Regions from separate parts of the Bombyx mori genome. Here region 2 is linked to region 1. A link is a contact called in public Hi-C data. All regions are on one chromosome and are shown on one strand. Each heading gives the region's core, a stretch centred on a gene start, on an enhancer-like site or on the middle of the called end of the contact. The rest is flanking DNA. Distances are from core to core; before and after follow the strand shown.

Region 1 (6,390 bases), core at 340-2,839:
TTACGATATACGAACAGCGTATGTTAAACGAATTAAAAAATTTTCAATGACTAATGTTATTCTGTAGTCTGTTGAGTAAAAACTAAGCATACCTGTACGGGTTTTTTAAAAAGACCTTTGTAGATTACCTCAGCGTTTCCCGAGCGTAATGACGTCATCCACCAAAGGAATTCGAATAACAACAGGGATCTCTTATTCTATTACAGCGGACTCGCGTGCGGGTACAGTTATTCAGATGTTATTATGCTTTCGTATCCATGGTGTCTTGAATTTTAATAAAGTGTTCTTGTTGCTAAATTGTGACACATCTTGTGTATTGCTATTCGAAACTAGAATATGTTTTTCTTACCATAACTTTATTTTAAGCTTTTATATTTGGATTTTAAGAAATGGCAGTGCAATTTGATGACCATTTGTTTTAATAATAATAATATAATAATATTTACTAACAATCACGCCACGTTAACTGGTCCCGTGATAAGTTCGTAAAGAACTTGTGTTACAAGTACCAGATAACGGAAATAAATATAATATTTTTATTATACACATACTTACATATATTTAATATACACCCATAACCCTGGAAAGACATTTATATTTATCATACAAATATCTTCCCTTGGCGGGATTCGAACCCGCGACCCCCTTGTGTAGTGACCATGTCACTTACCACTACACCAGACGGCCGTTTCTTGGGATAATATATTATACATAATAATAACACATATAAATATCCTACTATTTAGTACACCTGCTTAGTCCACGTCTAGAAAATTACTAATCACAAGCATTGGTCATAAAAAAGTTTATAAAAACCATAAATAGCTACTGCTTTAGAAAGCAAAATATCTTAAGTATATTCCGGACCTGCTCATAAAACGCCTAACACTGTTTACACTATTACTAATCTTTTAGTGTCCGAAAATGATGTCATGCTTTGACTAAAGATTCAGTCACGTGACCTGGAAATGTAATATCTTCAATCGTTGTAAACGTAACAGTGGATTTAGCCAGTCATAACGCATACTATCAAGCAAGGCCCGAGCATCTTTCATAATATTCTGCCAGACTATTTGAGTCGACTATTATCAAAGGCGGCAATCTGACTTTTGGACAATGATTGGTAAATCAGAAAAACGAATTATTGACTTTGTATTCCATTGGCAGTCACAAAACTCTTCGGAACGACATCTTAGATAAATAACAGGTTAACTATTAACCTTTATTTAATGCAGGTTTTGAACCGTATTCTTTGAAGGAGACGATTATATTGAAATAAATCTGTATTGACATATCAATAAAAATTTTTTGTCCAAATGTACAGATTGCCGCCTTTGATAATAGACGACTCATTTATCAGAAGATACCGGTGCGCGACCCCGGCCTCGTGAACGTATCATCCGTCCGTAGTAACAGCAGCCTTAATTCGAACCCCACACGTGTCTATACGAAGGCAAATAGGTAAGATCTACGCCAACAATCATTTTCATAGGAATTATTACACCAATGACTAGCGTGTTAAAGAGTTCATCTGGTTTACCCCAAAACGTTTGCAGTAAGCATAGTTAGTAATCAATTACGTAATCAGGCATTTCGCGAACCAGCACTGATAACCCCAAAAAAATCTTCTGGAGGCCAGCAAAGTTCAAGCGTAAAATGTGTTCATTATTTCAATGAATCAATAAAGATGTTTTAAAAACAAGGACAGGAAGAAACGTCGCGAAAGCTGTTCAGTCTTCACGACAAATACATTAACAACATAGTGCTATTAATTTGCGTTATTTAAGTAAATAAGCAAGCTGTCGACAACAACGTAGCGAAAGTACGAGTTAAGGTTTCTTTATGACCCTTTATAACATTTACGATCCGCGCATTCGACCTATTTCTCTTGGAAAATCTGATTATGCGAACCGATTAAACTATACGTTCAATCGCGTATGCGAATTCAAATACCAAGTTCAAGGTTCTGCTGCCTAATAATTGAACAATATTTTACAGGTGCGCAGAGTTCAATTTAGTTTGATTAGAATCGTATTAAGCGCGATGAACGTTTTAAAACTGCAATCGCATTATAACATGTCGGCGAACGGCAACAACCTGATTGTACCGTTATACGAGCCAAGCAAAACTGACCTAGTGGCGGGAAAGTTATCAGGGACGATCGAATTGCGTTTCGCGACCTAAAGAAGAACAACAAATTTCACAGAAAATATTTCGTACATGTTTTTTTTTACTTCAATCTTGAAAATGGCAATAAAATTTGAGTATAAAGTTTCAGCGGAACATAGTAAACATCTGATAATATTAACTTAGTGAGTTTTATAGATGCAGCAGTCGGGTTGAATTGAAGTGATAAAATAGAAATCAATCCAATGACGACATAAGATAGGATGCATAAATGAAAACTTTAGAGGAGTAAAACGAAACAGATTCTAAGTAGTAAAGTAGTCAGTCATGTCACACTATTCGCTGTTAATCAACATTAATTCACTGCAAGTGGAACTGATTCAATTGCTATCAACCAACCTAAAGATGGCATTGACCTTTGCCGAAACAATTTGTAGTTGGCTCGCAACTGCGGTATTCAGACGGAGCATGTAAAATTTTAAGGACGGTACAAAAATTAAAGATCGATTTTTAGAAATTAAGATAAAACACGAGCTTATACTTGTTTGGGTTTAAGCTGCTACTTAAGTAACTGTAAAATGTTGTATTTCACGCTCCACATTTTGCACATATGTTTCTTCGCTCAACTGGAAAATCGAGTATGAAATATGTTATTATATTTTTATTGAAAACTATACTTTCTACTAAGTACCGTATCAGGAATCTACTGATGAACGGATAAGGACTAGCCGAGTATTTATAGTGCGTGCCGGGTTGAAACTGTCTCCCACGCAGCTTGCTTGAGATTTTCAAACCAGAAACATTACCAAAATTATCCTAAGCCATTTTACCGTCACTAAAAGTTATAAATGATACGCTTACTTGTCATTAAAATTATTAAATGACAAACCATTTGAAAAAAAAAAAAAAATTTGGTGTTTATTACATTTTACTGTACAAAGGTGTATGAATTAATATGAATGTATATTTACGGGACGAATGGCGATGTTTATTGTCGGAGGCCAAGTTCTCTTGGGGCCATAGCGCCAGCGCAGTAGTAGTAGTACAAAGTCTACTGAGGCTTATTTTTAATTACTTTCTGAAGCTATAATCCAATTATAGTTATTAGAAACCTAACTTTTAAATGTAATTTTATTCATATATTGTCTTTATAATTAAATGGCAAACAAAAACAAATAGGTAACATGAATATTGTCTGAAGCCAGGAATACAGTAACAGACCGAAATTTGAAATTGGCATAGCAGTATCGGAATCGTGTTTACACGAAATGTTCGCGTTTTACCTGTTTTGTTCAATAATTCAGATCAAGAACACTAACAAGAATAACAGAGCTGACAGCACACGATACGAAAACTATGAAGAGCAGTCGTGTTTTGTTTAAATACTTTTTATTTGTATCAATTTAAATTTAATACGCTTATCGAAACCAGTTTAACAAAATCAACCAATTTATGAATTAACAAAAGAGCGGTACATTTTTGAATAATCAGATACTTAAATCTGAGATTTCGATGGTGAATAAATTAATAATCCATAAAAAAATTAAGTGGGCAATGTAAAATATATAAATTTGAATGAATAATTTTAAGATGACGAATAACCTTTGTTTTTTTTTTTGTTGTCCAAGTTATTTCAAGTCTTTCCAATAAGTATTTAAAATAAATTATAGAACAATACTGTGTTAAGTTCACCCACCACTGTTTCATAACTTTTAAACAAAATATTTTTTTAACTTCTTTGAAATCGTTATTATGGTCCTAGCAGTGCTAGCAGACCTAGTGACTTATGAGTTAAAATTCGAAAATGGATAAACCGACTGGAAAGTTTATGACAAGCAAATTGTCTTTAAGCCTCTAAGTCATGCTTGGCTTATTGTGCATTCATTTACTCTAGATTTAATCATTACCATACAAGGTTATATTTACATAAAACGAATCGATGCTGCGGTAAAACACGGAATAAACTACATAGTTTACGTGTTTTTCAAACAATAGACACACAAACAATAAGCGTTACTATACAAATCACAGGAAATAATCACCGAATACAAATTCGAATAAAAATAAATATTAAATTTCTCGATATTTTTTCATGTATATATTAAGCTCGACCGTTCGATTCTCATTAACTTTCAAACACGATCGTCCTCGTAGCGCAACGACATTTTATTTCAAGCGACAGCGTAACATAGTCCAGCGTCATTTTGTGGCGACTCATTCATAATGTTTTAGCCGGAATTAAAAATAGCAATAGCAACAACGACTACGATTGTGAAAAATGAAGCAAGTGATGCGAGAAACGGATAGAGTTGCGAGAGCACGAGATGCAGGATGACAGAGGTGTTCCGGTCATTCAACTTTTCACCTATAGGAACGCTATGGAGGTAATCTGGCATTTGGATAGCATACGTCAATTTCAGGGCTGCTTTAGAATTTACGAATACGGTTTAAATTAAGTGCAGTATGTATTTTAAATGAATACATTCGTTTACTGACGAACTTAAAATAAAAACGGTCTTAGCTTTTCATCATAAAGGCCGACCGGTCGTTGTTTGTTTTCACCACCCGAGGACATCGAAAATAAAATCACACTAACTAATTACTCTTTGGACAGAGTCCCAACCAGATAAACACTTAAACTTCAGCCAAAAATACACAAGATGGCGTCGAGTTCATAATAAAACAATTTAATGGGCCAGCGCGCTTTCCGTGGTGACGAAATCTGCGCCGACGCATTCTCGTTGCGTAATTTGAAACGCGATCTCTGCAAGAGAAAACTATTTAAGGTTGAAATAATTACGCTGCATCTACAAAATTATTCAACTACCGTCACAGTTCCAGTATAAATCGGGATCGCTTACCCAACATGAAATGCTAGACAAACGGGTCGTTTCTAACGTGCAATTTGCCAACATTTATCGAAATTCGTATACTTCTTGCAACATTTGTAACGCTTCATCCTTATGATTCAATTATGAATCATTGTTCAATTTGTTTTCTCGCTGCACAGCATCGCTTGTAGGTAGGTGCCGAGCTTACGTTATGTTTAACATCGAGTACAGAGTACTATAAAGGCCTTGTTCCCTTCTAATATATTTATTTGAGGGGGGCTAGATAAACGACTTTATTGTTTACGCGCGACGGGAGAGGCGCGGCGCCGGCGGAAGCTTGGCGGAACCTCGCGTCATTGATTCGGCCTAAAACTTTGCCAACATCGGCCTCGCCAACATCCATTCATGCCACACATCATCAGAGCCAGAGCGATCATTTCATATTCTCATATAAGTATCAGTAAATATGTGACAGTCGCTATTTAATACTAGTTGGGTTCGTATCTATAATTTTGGAAGACTACATTTGTGAAACGCTTCAAATTTAAGGTCTAACAGGATAACGGTTTACATAAAGTCGTTTAGTTTAATTTAATTAGATGGAAAATTCCACTGTGCAGTTGTTCGATAAAGCAAAGACATTTTACGACGATGTTATAGTTCGCTAATACATACTACAATCAATTACAGCTTTAATTGGAGATGGCCGACATTCTTTGTCCGGATCAAAACGATTACACATAGTCGAAAGTCGGAGTATACGGGTCCATTAGGCACACCCATTTTGGATATCTTGTAATTTTTATTAGGCACGCAACCCCACCCTGCATTGTTGTTTAATGAGCGCACTCTTGTCAACTTTATTTCTGTTCCGTACAGTTAATTAAAAAAAGTTGGATATAGCTATTTTAAAACTGTACTTTTGAAGGAACCAAAAAATAAACAAAATATATAACGTTCCTTGTTTGCGAATTTAATGTTATGATCTTTATCAATAAGTGCTAGTTAAAAATATTACTAGTGTTCGCCTAATAATTGAAATTCCACCACAATCACTGACGTATAATAAGCATTCATTTTTTGTATTTATTACTTTACCTATTTTGTTGTTTTCCCATTTATCTTGTACACATTCGATTTGTTTACTTTTTCATAATACTAAACTTTGTTAACAAGTAATAAGTAAACAAAATATAAAGTCGGTGGAAAATAGAGAAAAACAGGATACCGAAATGTTTTGTATTTATATGCCTATTTACGTTTATAAATTATAGATTTGGCACAATTTAATACGTCTTGGGTTTTGCCTTGGCCGGTCAACGGCCCACCTCATGGAGTGGTAATCATCGTTTATAGACACTAGTAATCCCAGGGCCACAGTGGTTACCTTCAATCTTGTTTGAATAAGGACCTGTCATAACCCTCTGGAACC
Region 2 (5,817 bases), core at 1,597-4,096, 51 kb before region 1:
ATCTAAATAATAAACTTCAATATACCGGCGTATATTTCACTCGTAAAGCTCACTCTTCGCTATCCTAACTAATAAATCTTTAAAAGATAATAATAATACTTATCCTATGGTATGTTTATAAATATATATTAAAAAAAATGGCTAATAAATTATTAAGTTTACGTAAAGATTTTGTTTCGTAAAAGTAAAACTTTGTCCCGATATTGTTCAAAAACAAAACATTACTTTTACAACGCGTAATTTTTAACCACCTAGAATGTTCCAGAGTTTTCAGTAATAAATTGAAATTTATTCTCGATTAATTTTGTCAGTTTTGTTAAAAAAAATATATGTAAGTAGTATAAAAGATGAGTAACTAGTTTTTTTTTTTTTCGTTTGCAATTCAAATAATATTTGGTCCCTTTTGCTTGTAGTCGACGTTTTATTATAAGTTACTAAAGATACTGTTAACACAAAACAAATTTATTCACTATTCATAAGTATTCTGGAAATTTTCAAAACCGACGAACGGTAAAACCGAATGCAAGGCACGGAATTCCGTGTCAATATCATTCTTTCAAATCTACACATCAACTAAGAATTTTAAATGAATTTTGGACAAATTAACGTATTGTTAATAATATTAGTTGTGTTACAAGCAAGGGTTATCACAATTACTTTAAATGGTTGAAACTATACAGTTCTTTATCTCCCATTTATTCGGAAAATGTCGTGTTTGATAAAATATATAAATACGAACAAGGACTGTTATAGGACTTGTCTTCGTAAATGAAACATCGGTAACTTAAGATTCCATTGGCAGTTTAAATACGACAAACCGCCGTTAGAATTAACACGAAAATTAAGATTCGATAAACAAACAATAATTATATTACTACTACGAATAAATAAAATCTGAAATAAAATAAATAATCTTTGAACGAAAGAAAACAAAAACAAAATTTCTTCAGAAAAAAAAAACGTACAACAAAAAAAAAGTTTGAAAACAACAATATTTCGAGACGCTATAATACGCTATGTCGTATCTTAATTAAAACGAATCTTACACTAAAGATTGATCATGGCTTTTATATATGACTTTAAGAAACGTCCCGTGAATTTCGAAGGCTAATTTTAATACGTGAACGGAGTATGGTAATAATGTTGCGATGTGTGTAACGGCGTTTGGTGGACGCCGTATCTTATTGTCGGCTGTGACTGTAGCGGCCAATGTCAAAAGCCAGCTAGCAGATACCTCGACGCTGTAAACCCGATCAAAATAATATCACACACAGTTCATGAGCCGCACACCATGTGTTACTGGTTAATACATCGTTAATAGAAGTTATGAAGTTAGGCTTTCCGACGGTATCTCGCGGTAGATCCACAATTTAGACAGGTGTTTCCCAACGTGAGGCCGACAAGGGGGCAATTTAATAATTAAGGGGGACAATGGCAATAAATTAATGTTGAAAATATGTATTAAACTTAATTTTGAATTTCAATTTCAATTTTTTATATGAAATATTACTTACTGTGTTCTGATAACAATTTCATAGATCACTATGAAATTTCTAAAACCTATCATTTATGTTTCTTAAGTGAACAAAAAAACATTTTTAAGTTTCAAAATTATGTATGGATTGGGGGCATAAACAATTTTAGAAACGTTACAGTGGGGATGGCACAAAAAAGGTTGGGAAACACTGATGTAGACCAACGAGGCGATATAAAACATCGTGTTAATTTATTCCGTCGCTTTAACGATATTCAAATATAATCTATCATTCGACTGTGATTAGTGGAATTTGTGTTAAATCGTATAGCTGTTTATTAAGGTCCTATTTTAATTATTTTATTCGGATGTTTCGGTAAAAATCGAAGCATTCACTGATTTTAAAATACATCGCGTTCAAACTTTAAAACATGCTGTTATTATGTTATTTTATTTTTAATGGCTCTTTATTTCTACTCTTTAAAGCGTATGATATTTATTCACGATTACACTGGACGTCTTCTACGTGGGAGTTTCAAGAAACTCCACAATCAGCCTTTTACTTAACTATTTATTTACATCCCGCTCTCACTTTATAATAATACTTTTTGCGCGAGCAGGACAGACATAACGATCTAAGTACCCTACCGCTTAATAAAATTTTTGAGACGCTCCTACTAAATTTTTTGCGTTAGTGTTTTATTTTATTAAATAAGAAGAGCCCTATCTTTTTTTTCATAATTAATAACCTTCTTGACTAAAGATTCATTACTGAGTAAACATTTAGTCGACAAGGCGTCGCACGAAGCTGTGAAGCGTATTATTGAACGTTCTAGAAAATCATACCATATTGTTGAATAGTTTTTGTATGTGTGTAAGTGTGTATAACCTCGACGGTTCCAATGAAATGTTGGAAAAAAAATTTACTTTCAATGAATTTCTTAAGAATGAATTTTGTTAATTCTTATATAGAAATACACTTTAACATTTTGAGATTCAATCAAATTTAGTACTGGTACATCTATTTGCAATAATTAATATACTATTGCATACTCGTGTGTATCCAATATGTACGAGTTCCTATCAGAAAGTGTACGAATATAGACAGTAGCGTAACATACGTATGTAAAATTACAGTTGTGTGATTATTCGGGTGTCGTGTGTCGTGCTATGTGTAATGCGAACGCGCGACGCCATAACCCTAATAGAATAAATCAACGGGCGAACAACCCACCGGCATGATCAGCAGCGGCGTACTCCGTGGCGAGCAGAGGGTTCGCGGCCGCGGTGAGAGCTGCGTAGTTCGCGTAGTCGTAGGGCGACGCGTAGATCAGCTGATGCGCGGGCTCGCCCGGAGACAGCAGGCCGGCCGCCGCTCCCGCCCCTGCCCCGTTGAGAAGGCCGGGTTGAGCTGGCGCGGACATGCGAGGGGACAGGATGAGGGGCGCGCCGAGGGGCGCGGGAGTGCGCAGGGCCACCCCGCCCACGCCCCCTGGTGCCAGCAAACGCTGAGTCTCGGCTGCCGCCGCTGCAACGCGCCGCCATTCCTCGTCAGCTGCGGATTCGTCTAAGTGCTCTCACTATCCACTTGGGCATATTTTACGGTTCACCGTTTACATTATTTATTTATTTATTTATTGTGGTTGGACGAGCTCACAGTACACCCGTTGTTAAGAAGTTACTGGGGCTCATAGACATCTACAACGTAAACGCCACCACCCACCTTGAGATATAAGTTCTAAGGTCTCAGTAAAGTTACAACGGCTGCCCCACCCTTCAAAGCAAAACGCATCACTGCTTCACGGCAGAAATAGGCAGGATGATGGCACCTACGCGTGCGAACTCACAAGAGGTTCTACCACCAGTAATTATGCAAATTATAATTTTCCGGGTATGATTTTTATTACATTATTAATTCATACCTAAATATTTATCAAACCAAATTAAAACGGAACACCTTACACGGTTATCATATTTGTAATGGCCAGTTGTTTATTTGTAGGTAAATAGAATTGATCCTTATCGTATTTTTACCAGAGTTACCGAAGCTTACGGGTAACAAAGACTATATACATGAACTTTGAGACATTGGACCGAAGTCAAAATTGTCATATCTTAGCTAGGTATTGAATTAACTTCAACTATTGAATACTAGTCAAATCAAAAATAATTATGGAAGATTATCGGGCCTCTTCATTAGATTAGAAGCTTGTGATTAAATATACTGAGACCTTACAACTTATCTCAAGGTGGGTGGCGCATTTACGTTGTAGATGTCTATGGGCTCCAGTAACCATTTAACACCAGGTGGGCTGTGAGCTCGTCCACCGATCTAAGCAATAAAAAAAAAAATATTCATTGCTTGCAGTATGGCCACTGAATTTATCGTCTTCTTCCAAATAATCAAACCCATGAACATACTACATTCGTATGGAAACGGGTCGAATTACTATTGCCTGAATGCCCATTATATTATGAGTAAAAGGTCAACCACATAGTTCATAGTGACACAAGGTTTGTCTTAATTACTAAAAAAGCATTAAGACCTAGTCAAGATCACTAATGCCAACTGCAATAGCGAACAAGAATTTAAAACTATTTTGACAGAGATTAATTAATGTGAAATCAAACCGATTAAAATATGCACCAATAAATTATTACTTAAATTACAAGTAGAATTGCAAACATTGTTTCAGCTCACATTGTTACCACCAAAACCCACAAATTTAATTACAAAACACATCGCCTCGCACCTGTGAAATAAACTTATTCCACACATTGAAAAATATTACACCAACCAACACTTTTTTTTTAATGATAAATAATAGTTAATGACAGTTTCATAAAACTTCAATAACACAAACCCAAAAAAAAAGAAAAACTTATAACTGCAAATTTCAAACAGACGGTTGCTTGAAACAATCATGCGAGTAATGCACGTTCTTACTCAAGCGACGATAAGAGAAGTGGGTCCAGTAAAAACTCGGAGGACTGATTCTAGCATGCCATAAAAATCAATTAAGTCATCTCGCCTGTATGAGTCACTTCGGCAAACAAAAGGCTCAATTTATTCTCATGTCGCTACAATAGGAAACGCTATGAAAACATTGATTAATTAAAACACGTGAGACGGATGAAAACACTTGATCAAACTGATATCCCGCTAAGGTATACAAAAAAGAACTGAGTGAGTACTAAGGAAAATACAAAAAAATTACACCGATACTTATGTAGTTAATAATGAATTGTTTCTGCATTCCGAAACAAAGTATCAAATAAGTTTTCTTCGATTTATATAATTTCAATTTCTCAGGAAACGATGAAGCATCATCAAGCAACCTGAGTTACGGACTAAACGTTCAGTTAATTACTCCTCGAGGCGACATTTATTCTAGTTAGACTAGTCAGACAGCATCGGTTTTGTACTTCGAGGCTGATCATAGGAAATACCAGTTCCGAGACTATAAAATCGCACATCACTACGTTATGAAGTGATAAAACAGAATCGAAACTTAATTTTATCACCTTCGTAGACTATAACATTTATTGTCTGAATCGCGTATAGGTATTGTCTATGGAATTATTAAATTATCTGTATCCGACGAATCATTTAAATTTAATTTTCGAAAAGATGTTTCGGGACGACGTCAATTTTACGAAACGTTCGTTAATGGAGGATTTAATAACTGAACTTAATTAAATAGGTAATTCCTATTGCAAATAATTAGTGACTTATGATTAAATATTAGTGACAAAACATGAATGCGACCATACTTATTAGGCACTGACCGTTCACAGGAACGGACACCTTCGAGCTGGAATCACGGTAAGTTCCATTTATGATCGCCAACTCCATCAACTGGCGCTTCTTCAGTTCATCTTCACCGTCAGCTTGCTGTGAAACAAGATTAAACAAAATATTTAAATTTCATTTGAAGAACACGATGTATACACACACACGAGTAATGTCCTTGATAGTTTTATAAATAATTCTCAAAAGTACATACATTATGTTTTGTTCAAACTTTGTTGTAGAATTTAAATAAACAAGATTTTGGGGTGTTGTATTAAAAAAAGAACAATAATCTCAGTTTATGACATTGTATTATTTTTGGATAAGACTTTTCATTAGCAAAAATGAGATAATGTTCTAAAATTCAAACAGATGACGTAATCAGACCTTAAATAAATATAATGCGTATTCAATAGTGTCCTGAATAGTTTTTTTATGTTCCGTCTTAGGACTTCGCGCTGTAATAGCAAATATAAATTTAATTTATATTAAATATCACGTAAATACGCTACATCTTAACCTTTGCATTAAGATAATGTGTTAACAACTG

The links. Hi-C and Micro-C count contacts between places; a contact is called where the count stands out from the background.
Region 2: a Hi-C map of whole pupa shows a contact between it and region 1, with 7 times the contacts expected there. The contact joins two enhancer-like sites. A contact is called at or near these places in 4 of 7 Hi-C or Micro-C datasets (posterior silk gland, an unstated tissue and whole pupa).

The regions. Positions count from the first base shown.
Region 1 is chr6:9,256,265-9,262,654 of ASM3026992v2, reverse strand. All of the region lies in intron 7 of LOC101736332 (non-structural maintenance of chromosomes element 1 homolog), which reads right to left. The region is part of intron 1 of LOC101736543 (protein held out wings); the gene reads right to left. Among protein-coding and RNA genes, the nearest start is that of LOC101736543, 15 kb to the right of the region's middle. Within about 2 kb of position 1,589, at least 4 of the 8 cell types and tissues checked have open chromatin away from gene starts, as enhancers often do.
Region 2 is chr6:9,309,335-9,315,151 of ASM3026992v2, reverse strand. It overlaps LOC101736543 (protein held out wings), which reads right to left. Exons shown (of 8, transcript XR_005244788.2): 5 at 5,249-5,369; 6 at 2,709-3,029; 7 at 1-1,241. Among protein-coding and RNA genes, the nearest start is that of LOC134199082, 21 kb to the right of the region's middle. Within about 2 kb of position 2,846, at least 4 of the 8 cell types and tissues checked have open chromatin away from gene starts, as enhancers often do.